Linked DNA regions of Mus musculus: regions 1 and 3 are each linked to region 2. The links are chromatin contacts, called in public Hi-C maps. All regions are on one chromosome and are shown on one strand. The core of a region is the stretch at or near the end of the contact, and the rest is flanking DNA. Distances in the headings are between cores, read along the strand shown.

Evidence for each region. Hi-C and Micro-C count contacts between places; a contact is called where the count stands out from the background.
Region 1: a contact with region 2 is called in a Hi-C map of B cells, with 1.7 times the contacts expected there. The contact joins two enhancer-like sites. A contact is called at or near these places in 3 of 484 Hi-C or Micro-C datasets (B cells, Th1 cells and group 2 innate lymphoid cells) and 2 of 115 datasets of contacts at active chromatin or transcription factors (CD8 T cells and regulatory T cells).
Region 3: a contact with region 2 is called in a Hi-C map of CD8 T cells, with 3 times the contacts expected there. The contact joins two enhancer-like sites. A contact is called at or near these places in 2 of 15 datasets of contacts at CTCF or cohesin (CD8 T cells and pro-B cells), 8 of 484 Hi-C or Micro-C datasets (B cells, the Ba/F3 cell line, CD4 T cells and 4 more) and 5 of 115 datasets of contacts at active chromatin or transcription factors (CD8 T cells, Th17 cells, memory CD8 T cells and 1 more).

The regions. Positions count from the first base shown.
Region 1 is chr8:81,465,623-81,468,920 of GRCm38.p6, forward strand. All of the region lies in intron 1 of Inpp4b (inositol polyphosphate-4-phosphatase, type II), which reads left to right. Among named protein-coding and RNA genes, the nearest start is that of Gm51582, 120 kb to the left of the region's middle. Within about 2 kb of position 1,374, at least 26 of the 459 cell types and tissues checked have an H3K27ac peak or open chromatin away from gene starts, as enhancers often do. A contact at or near this core is called in B cells, where this site is marked.
Region 2 is chr8:81,634,637-81,637,952 of GRCm38.p6, forward strand. The region is part of intron 2 of Inpp4b (inositol polyphosphate-4-phosphatase, type II); the gene reads left to right. Among named protein-coding and RNA genes, the nearest start is that of Gm51582, 290 kb to the left of the region's middle. Within about 2 kb of position 1,750, at least 33 of the 459 cell types and tissues checked have an H3K27ac peak or open chromatin away from gene starts, as enhancers often do. A contact at or near this core is called in B cells, CD8 T cells, Th17 cells and 2 more, where this site is marked.
Region 3 is chr8:81,489,088-81,492,798 of GRCm38.p6, forward strand. All of the region lies in intron 2 of Inpp4b (inositol polyphosphate-4-phosphatase, type II), which reads left to right. Among named protein-coding and RNA genes, the nearest start is that of Gm51582, 150 kb to the left of the region's middle. Within about 2 kb of position 2,449, at least 24 of the 459 cell types and tissues checked have an H3K27ac peak or open chromatin away from gene starts, as enhancers often do. A contact at or near this core is called in CD8 T cells, Th17 cells, memory CD8 T cells and 1 more, where this site is marked.

The DNA of each region.
Region 1 (3,298 bases), core at 124-2,623, 170 kb before region 2:
TGCCTCTGCCTCCTGGACTACAGATGTGCACCCTCACATTCAACTTTTACATGAACTCAGGATCAGAGCTGAGGTCACCAGGCTTGTATGCGGAGCATTTTGTTGAGCTGTCTCCTGGCTCTTTAAGTTTTAATATGTAAAAATGCAGCACTTTCAAATTCTTATTTTATCCATTAACATTGACTTGGGTAATCTAGATCCTTACATTTCTGAATAAATGTTGTTGTAAAAAAAAAATAAAGCCAAACTAACATAGCTAAGAATTGACTGTGAGATACTGAGTGCACTAGTCAAGTGTAGGAGGATTAACATACTGATGAGTGAGCCTTCTGATGTATGAGCATGTCCTGTCATTCTCTGCTCATTCACATGCTTTCTAGGTCTTTGATATAGAAGCTATAAACATGTCTTGTTAGTCATATTCCAAATATTTTACTTATCACCCTATTTCAAGTGCCATAACTTCCCTTTTATTTATTATTTTATGATAACATAATTTATTTTTGTACAATGACTCTCAATTCAGTAATATTTCTAAATTTACAAATTAAACCTAACAATTTTCTGTATATTATCTGTGTCTTGATTTTAAATGCACTTCATAATGTCTTAAAAATAAATTAATTAAAATGATTTTATTTTGCATTTATCTAAAATGGAATTTGAGTTTCTATTTTTATATGTTGAGAAATAACACAATTTTATATTCATGGTGAAGAAACAATGTAGGCTCAGGAGAGTTTTGGAAAATGTATCCAAACATGAGCAGATGTTATAAACACAAAAAGTTTTTTTCCCCTCATACTTCATGTATAACACTCAAGGAAGGACGTCTGTCATTCCAGTCTGGTGTTCTTATCTATAAAATAGTGACATAAGCTGCATTAATTTTCATTCTCTTTTACCGGATAGGTTGATGATTGGCTCAGCGGTTGTACTTTTAGACACTTCCCATTGTCTTCTGCTCACCCCTCTGTAGTCTTGTGATTTGTAAGGGTGGGTGGGGACAAGGCTCATAGGACCTCATTTTCTGGCAGGGTGGTGGGTGGTGCCAGCCTACTCAATATTCACACACTCTCTATTGAAGACATTTGAGAATGTCCATGTCTTTTAGACTTCTCCTATTGGCTATGGATGATGCCATCTTGTCTCAGCTCCATCTTTGTGCAGAATTACCTTTTCTCACACCTCATATTACCTCCACGATAAGCCAAGAGTTGCTAAGTGGTGAGTTCAGTTTCTCTGAGGATCTTAACTCTGAGCCATGAACATTCATTTTCTACCCCCAGGTCTCCTTTCACCCTCATGTCATTTCCCAGTGGGTGTTTCCCTCAAGGAGAACAGATGTGAGGGTTTTGTTGACCTCTTCCTCTTCAGTAGGTCTTCCTGTTTCACATCCACATCACGTCAGTTAGCTTTTCATCTCTGTGAAATCATGCACAGCCTAATCAACTTATAAGAAAGAAAGGTTACTTCTGGTCTCCAGGTCCCTAATTTTGATTCTGTGCTTATTCTGCTCTCTTTCTTTAGTGATATATCAGGATGGTGCATCATGAAAAGAGATGCATGTTAGAGGAGACTTGTTTACCTTATGGTGGCCAGAAAAGGATTAAGTCATTTATTTAGGGTTTTGATATTCCTTCAAGGACAGACTCCCAGTAACTTTTTTCATTCTCTTACCTCTTAAAGGTACCACAACTGCTGGCTAATGCTACATACATACCTTTGGGAGTAGTCTGGATCTAAATTATTAATTCTTAAAACCAAAGGACTGAATGACAATTTGTACACATAGTCTTGTGTTTTATTTATTTTGAGGATTGAACCCATGACCTAGTTCCACATAGTCTAATATTTTTATGTGAATCTTGTTTTATCTCTAAGTAAAACCTGATTTTGCTTTGGCTCCAAGATTCTGCCAGATGTCAAAACCCAATTCTCCTTTTCAGTTTATCTTGTAACTATCTTAATTACCCTCGAGGCAAGTGCTATCCTTGGCAGAAAAACAAGGTCAAACACGGACTGCCTTTGGATATATTCCCACATAGGATCATCCTTTGTGTGATACTGTGACTTCTTGCATGCATCTTCTGTGTCTTTTTATCCTTCAGGGTTTTTTTTTTTTGAAATTTATAATTGATGTGGCAAAAATAAGGACTTGCTATGCAATTGTTCTCAGAAGACACAGTGAGATATTCATGCTCCATAAGTCAACTCTTTTATCTGCATTAATATTTAATCTGTATGAAGTGGAATCTCCTTATTAAGGATATTTTGATGTATTAGTCATTGCATTAAGTGGCAAGGGAGATCAGCAATAGTCACAGCATGCACCTGTCCTTGAGGAACGTGGAATAGTCGGGGAGACAAGACAACACAAGGCAATGTAAGGAGTCAAAATGAATTGGAGCCCTTGACTTTAATTGCTATACAGTGGTGGCAAATGGTACAACCAACAGAGTCCAAAGTACCTGGGGATCACTTTGTGGGAAAGTAGGCATTAACGTTTTGACAGGTGGTAAATTTGGCTGGTGCTGAGAGGTAAGACCTAATCCTTAAGAATGTTATTAAGAATGGAAATGAGAGAACACCACGCAGACACTTGGGACTCTGATTGATATTGCAGGAAGGATACAACTGAAGAACAATATAACACTCACCAAATGATCATAAAATGGAATAGAGTATCCAATAGACGTGTCATTTTTAGGTAATTTCCTGTAGATAAGCAGGGATTGTGAAAAAATCACCACCACAAGATAGAAAACTGTTTAAAAATGGACCCTTTTGCAACAGTGGCTATCAGATATTCACATGATTTATGAGCTAGATCACCTGGGAGAAATTCCCCATTACCAAGACAAGAATCGGATAAGTTCTACATCTCTAAAATAAAATGATCCTGGGGTCTGGAGATTGCAGGAAGGTTTATTTGGATTGGCTGAGAATATGCTAGATATCTAGGTATATCTGTGTACAGAGGGAGGAAGGTAAGGTTGGTGCTGTTGGTGCTGGTAAGAGGTGTCAAAAGGAGAGCTTAATTTAGTCTCTGGAAGTTCAGGAGAGAGAGTACAAGTACCTTGCTTTCTGATAAAGAAAATGCAAAGAGATGGGCTAGTGAGCAGGTAGAGCTCAGCCAAGTGGAGGTGGCTGGGCAGCACGTAGCTGTTTCTACTGTGGCCAATGAATACAGTTTCCGTTACTGTAGGCCCTTCCTTAAGGGCTGTCCAGCAGCAGAATTATTCTCAGTAGATAAAAGCGAAAAGTGTCACTTGGAGCTATGGTTGCATTGATATAT
Region 2 (3,316 bases), core at 500-2,999:
GGCTGCCCTTCGTGCCATGTAGATTTAATCAATTTAGCAGTGGGTATTGAGTATGTTCAGTGTTTAAAAAATAATGATCACAAAGAAGGAGTATAGCACACCACTTATGTAAGGGCTGAGTGGATGATTAGCAATCAAGACCAAGCTGTGCTATTTGCTTCCTATCGTGTAAAGGTCATGTGCAGTGAACAGTTCTGTTTTGCAAAATCCTCAGTTTCAGATGAGAATGGTGTTGTTTAGATTTTGTTTAAGTATACAGAAAGATATTCCAGTGTGGTTTAAAGTTGATAGAAGGTCATAAAAATGATACATTTTTTTAAAAGAATGGTTCCATCTTAAACTTGTACCCAATTCAGTTTTATACTATTTTCTTCAAATTTTATTGGTAAATTATGAAATAATTTGAAGTATTTATTTGGAGTGATTTTGAAGCTATTTGGAAACAATTCTTCAATTAGAGAGCTGCTTTAATTTCCTCCTGCATTTTCAGCTAATAGCTAGTTGCTAAGGCTTGGTAGGCATTCTCCCCCATGCCTGCTTCTCTCTTCTTTCCACTGGTAATTTTTTCCATTGTTCATGAGAGCAACATCTTGTATGTAGTTCTCCAGTCTCTGTACAAGGTGAGTATGCTGGACTTCCTTTAAGGACCCTATCACTCCACTCTCTCATTGCAATAAGAACCTATTTCTCCCACTGCCCATTGCCATCACCTTCAGAACCAGTGATGACTCAGAACTCGCCAATTTTAGTCAAAATTTACTACTTGCATTTTCCTGCACAATCTATGGACTACACTCATTGTCCTGATATTTAAGTGTTATTGACTTGATCACTTCTTTTAAAACTTTAAAAATATTAGCCAACATGGCAATGTTGTCACTTACATTATAACACAACCTCTATGCAACTGTTCAGTGGTCCCTGGTTACAAGACAAAATCAGTGTGTGAGGAAACAGAGCAGGAGACATACCCAATGTGAGTAGTCACTACTTGTTAAAAGTTGATCACAGTTGTTAAGTGCATGCATTTTAGCACAACCCTACAGTAAATCTGTATAAAATGTGGGGACTACAAGTGGAACAGAACAAATCACATCACAGAACAAATACATAGTGTGCTGAGGGGAGTCTGGATATGCTCAAAGTGGATGTCCAAGGCCGTGTGTGTGTGTGTGTGTGTGTGTGTGTATGTTTGTCTGTGTGCTTGTGTGTGTATGTGTGTGTGTGTTATAAATGCAGTTCAATTATCTTTCCACTTTTTGCTGATAAGCATAATCAAACTCAACTAGCAGCAACATTCTCATGCTTCTAAAGAGTCATTTCAATTTTGGGCAAAGGCCAATGACCACAACTTTAAATTGCACATTAAAACAGGGTCTATCTCATTTCTGTAGCTGGGATAAGGCACTTTGACCAAAAGTAACTTAGTAGGTAAAAGCTTCTATTTGATTTATGTTGTCAGGTCATAGTCCATCACTGCTGGAAGTCCAGGCAGGAAATCAAAGTCAAGCCTACTTTCTATTTTATGCAGTGTTTCTCTGGACTAGGTAACTAAAGCGCATCCAAGTGAGTACAGCAGAAACTCCAGGGGAAAGGTGCTTCTTGACTCATGGAGGCTCATCCTCAGCTGGCTTCCTCATACAGCTCAGGACCTCCTGTCCAAAAAATTATAACACCCACAGAGGGCTGAGCTCTCCATTGCCAGTTAGAAATCAAGACAATCCCCCACCCACATGGTTACAGGCCAATTTGGTCTAGGGAATTCCCCAGCTGTGTTTCCCTTCTGAGAAATCAAGTGTGTGTGAAGTTGACAGTTGAAGCTAGAATAAGCAGTAACTTGGTTTCAATAAAACTGCATATCTAGCTATCTGATAATGGTTGCTAACATTTAGATCAGTTAACAAAGGTGTAAATAGATTATTTTAAGTACGTAAATTTTTTTGTTTCAGTGTCATGTAATGTAAGACACTAAGTATTGAATGCCAGCCACACATATTATGAACATGAGTTTTGATTCTAAGAATAACATTTGACTTAGACCTTTTGCTTCCTTAACATCACCAGAGAATGTATATGCAAACAACAAATGAGGAAAGGCCCTACCCTGAGGTACTTGGCCAATAAAATAAATGTTTGAAGTCAAGCCATTGCTCATTTCAAAGTCAGTGGATAAATAATGCTTGCCCGTCTGCTGTCTGTGGCAACAACAAAGCTTAGATTGCCTGACAACAGATAGGAACACAAATGTAATATAAAGTTAGCCTTCCAAATTTCATGAAAAACAACAAAAATTAAAACTTATGAAAGGTAAGGACAGAATTATTGGTTTTGAAAAAAATATTCTTACTCAAAACAAACTATTTATTATATTGTATGTTAAGTTTCATTTTATGCCTTACATAGAAAAACAAAATCAAGGAAGATGAAGTTTCATACATCCAAAGCCACATATAATATTATTTATGTACTGAGTCATTCCTAGGGTTGGGCAGAAAGATTTATTATTTTGGCTGAGTTTTGGAGTAGATACAATAAATTTTTAGATAAAGGAGCAACTATGGAAGCAAAATAATATATTTTCAAAATTATAGGTGAGCTAGTATATTATGTACTTTGGAAAAAACATGTTTATTGAGGGAATTTTCATAGACTTTTATAGAGAGGAGAGTTACCAAGACTCTCTATGTCCCATGACTCTTTTTCCTTAGAGCCAAAGTGGGCAGCAGCTATCTCTCTCTTTTTCATTCCATTTTTATTAGGTATTTTATTCATTTGCATTTCAAATGCTATCCTGAAAGTCCCCCATACCACCCTCCCCTACCCACCCACTCCCATTTCTTGGCCCTGGTGTTCCCCTGTACTGGGGAATATAAAGTTTTCAAGACCAAGGGACCTCTCTTCCCAATGATGGCTGACTAGGCCATCTTCTGCTACATATGCAGCTAGAGACCCATAATCAGCCTCCAAAAGCAGACACCATTGCAATATGCCAGCAAGATTTTGCTGAAAGGACTCTGATATAGCTGTCTCTTGTGAGGCTATGCTGGTACCTGGCAAACACAGAAGTGGATGCTCACAGTCAGCTACTGGATGGAACACAGGGCCCCCAATGGAGGAGCTAGAGAAAGTACCCAAGTAGCTAAAGGGGTCTGCAACCCTATAGGTGGAACAACAATATGAACTAACCAGTACCCCAGAGCAGGTGTCTCTTATCAGTCAGGACCTTGCTTGGTTAGTCACCTCTCTTGTGTTGTTTTTTACTGTGTTTCCAAAACTACGAGGAGAAGTGTAGTGAATACTTATTCTTAAAAATGAT
Region 3 (3,711 bases), core at 1,199-3,698, 140 kb before region 2:
GCATACACTAGCAAGATTTTATCGAAAGGACCCAGATGTAGCTGTCTCTTGTGAGACTATGCCGGGGCCTAGCAAACACAGAAGTGGATGCCCACAGTCAGCTAATGGATGGATCACAGGGCTCCCAATGGAGGAGCTAGAGAAAGTACCCAAGGAGCTAAAGGGATCTGCAACCCTATAGGTGGATCAACATTATGAACTAACCAGTACCCCGGAGCTCTTGACTCTAGCTGCATATGTATCAAAAGATGGCCTAGTCGGCCATCACTGGAAAGAGAGGCCCATTGGACACACAAACTTTATATGCCCCAGAACAGGGGAACGCCAGGGCCAAAAAGGGGGAGTGGGCGGGTAGGGGAGTGGGGGTGGGTGGGTATGGGGGACTTTTGGTATAGCATTGGAAATGTAAATGAGCTAAATACCTAATAAAAAATGGAAAGAAAAAAAAATTAAAGAAAAAAAAAAGAATTCATAAATAGGTAATTATTAATAGTTTTCCTTTGAAATGTGTAGTGATTAGGTACTGTAGGAAAAAAAAGAAAATGAAATGGTGTTCCTACCCTTTATAATGGACAATAGATGTGGGTGAACGTGTGCACGCATGTGTGAGTGTGTGTGTGTGTGTGTGAATGTGTGTGGGGTGGGGATGAGTACATGATAAAGTACACTATTTCAGACATGTAAGCAACACTCCTGGAGCATTTATGCTCACTGTGTTCATGTTGGTGGGGGTCCACGGCTGAAGCAAGGCATGGCAGGATACATATGTCCCTCTCCTTTAAGACCCGAGATTTTATTATCAGTCTGCTGCCTATGAGTGCCACCTATTTTCACTCCAGTTTTTGTTTGTGTCTCAGGCATGTCTACAGAATGAGCATGGTGGGTTTTATCCCATTCTTTCCCTCCCCCATTGCACTCTTCCCAGACAGTTCTTCAGCTTCCATGTCTCTTTTCTGTGTGTGGTCCAGTGAGTTTAATTAAGGTTACTTTTTCAAGCATGGAGAAGAAGTTATTCAGTGGAACAAGAGACATTCATCTGTGACCACAGTACTAAAGCAAGCAACACTCCTCTCCCAGAAAGCACTGACTGCCAATTCCTGCATTTGCTTAATGACCATTTTAGTGCATCATTTCTATTATAAGAGAAAGCCTTATACTGGGTAACAGGAATGTCTCTGAAAGCTAGATGCTCAAGACAGTTACTAGGATTCAGTATGGTGAAGGACTGGCCTTATTTTTTCCTCAAGCAATAGAAGGGGAGAATGTCAAATAGTTGCCTCTAGCCCCCTTTCTAATGGGACCATTAGTTCTGATCACCAGGAGGTCTTATTCTCATGTTCCCAAAAGACCTTCCTTAAACCCATCATGTTGGTAGTTAAGTTTCACTGTATGAAACTAGATAGGACCCATACAGACAACAGCAATGGCTAGACATTTGTCTTAAAAACCTATCATAAAGACAGAAGTACATGGACTGCAGTCACACCCATGTGAGCTCTCAGGCCTACTATGATAGGAAGAAGAAGTCATGATTAGCTATAGTCATCCTTTCTTTTAATAAACGCCTTCGGCCTCTCTCTATGGGCCATTAACTCTAGATGCTGGGATACAGCAGCCTACAAAACAGAGAGAAATCCCTTCTCTGCTGGATTTTATGTCATACTAAGAAGAGACAGATGGTAAACAAATGTCTATCACTCTAGAAAAGAGCTATAGAGAAAAGCAAGGGAAGGAGGGAGGCAGGGCATCTGTGGCAGGGTGAAGTTTCATATTTAAATTGGCAGGCCTGGAAGTCGCCAGTCAGATGCTGTTTAAGCAAAGACCTGAAGAGGTCAGTGAGTGGTCTGATCAAATGGATGGGCCAATTGAATTTTCTCTTTACCAGGACTGTGGGTCATGTATGCCAGCTCTGAGTTCAGACAGAGGAAAAAAAACAAGTCCATTGCAATAATCTTCACATGAGATGGTGGTGGATAGGGTTAGGTTAGTCAAACTGGAGGTGACACATGGCAGAGATGGTGACCTAGCAGATCTGTAACATCTCAAAGGCTGCAGCTGTTCTGCACAAGTTCTGAGGTCAGATTCAGGGCAGGGAACCGGGAAACAAATAAAAACACAGAGAAACCTTGGGAAGGCAGAACGATTCATTAGAGAGTGAAGCCAGAGAAGCAAAGATTATTCAAGCTTATAGGGGTCTGGGTAATGTTCAACACTACAGAGAACTTAGCAGGAATGTGCCCAAGAGGGGTGCACCACATTTGACAGGCAGGAGGCCATCAGTGGCCTCATCAAGGCAGCTTTGGCTGGTTGCTGAAGCTGAACATCTGAAAAATGGAGAAGTACACAGTGAAGATATGGATTGCCCTTTCAGGAAGCCTGATAGATACTGACACAACAGTCAAAGTTGTTATCATAATCCACAGTGAGATGTACATTTCCTCCAGTGATCTGCACATGTGCACAGACAGCATCCTGTACCACCAGAGCTGCTTTGTGACTTAATGAGTTCTCATGTGTATAGTGTATGCCAACATTCTTCATCTCCCTCATATAATATATTTTTAAAAATGCTTGCCAACAACAGATAAATTGATTCTGACTCTATCTCTAATATTGATTTATAATTTCCAACAATTTCATACACAACAGTTGACTAAAGAATTGCCACCTATAAGCTCATACTCAACCAGAAGGGCTGGCATCATATTTTGGACATTATGATCAAACTTTTAGACACATCATCCTTTCTTCATGTGTGGGATTTATACTCTTCGTGGTAGCACAGTTGTACAGAGAGTGGTTAGCATGTGCACGATCATGAGATTTATCTGTAACACAAAGAAAAAAGTAGAAAAAAAAGATTTGCCCTTGATGTACAGTTACAGTCACATTGTGTTCATAAGAAATCATTTCCTGCCAACAAAACGACATGGGTGTCTCCCTGTTTTGATTTTATTCTGTCTCTGTGATGTCTAATATTTGATCTGTAACCTTTGATCTGTGATCAGGCACAGGATAACTGTACTGGGGAGCTTGGTCCTCAGATGAAATATAGAATGGATCTTTCTTGAATAGGAGTTGGCATATATTATGGAAGAATAGACATCAAATACAAAAATGGCATTTAGTGATATATTTTTGAAAGGCAGAAAATCAGCATAAACTAATGAAAGCAATTTCTTCTTGGGCTGAAAGTCTGCATTAATAGAATTGTAAGGATTTTAAAGCAGAATGGACAATAAAATTTAAACAGTGAACAGAGGAAAGTATTGTAAGATCAGATATCAATCTTCTGTGCTACAGGATAGATCTGTCAGGTTTCAGTAGGAAGGTGAAAATAGAGATCTCTGAGGAACAGAGTGGATGCAAGCAGTGCTCCTTTGAGATTGGGTAGTTCCACACAGAGCTAGGTTTGTTGACTGACAATGAGAAGACAAGGGCTTTCTGTTTGGCTTTGGAAGGACCTCTCACCCTGAGCATGTATGATAAAAGAGGTTACTGAAGATTTGGGCTAGTCTGAGTGGGTGTGCTGCTGGGAGATCAGGACTTGGCTATTGATAGGTGAGCAGTTGTCAATTTGCAGATTCAAATCTTGCCTTTTCCTTTTGTTTTAAAGCGAAGGCCACAAATTGGCAACCTACCCAAAACATACAACACTCATAAATTTGTTTTTTTTCCTCCCTAGTATTTTATTCATAATATTTCAGATTT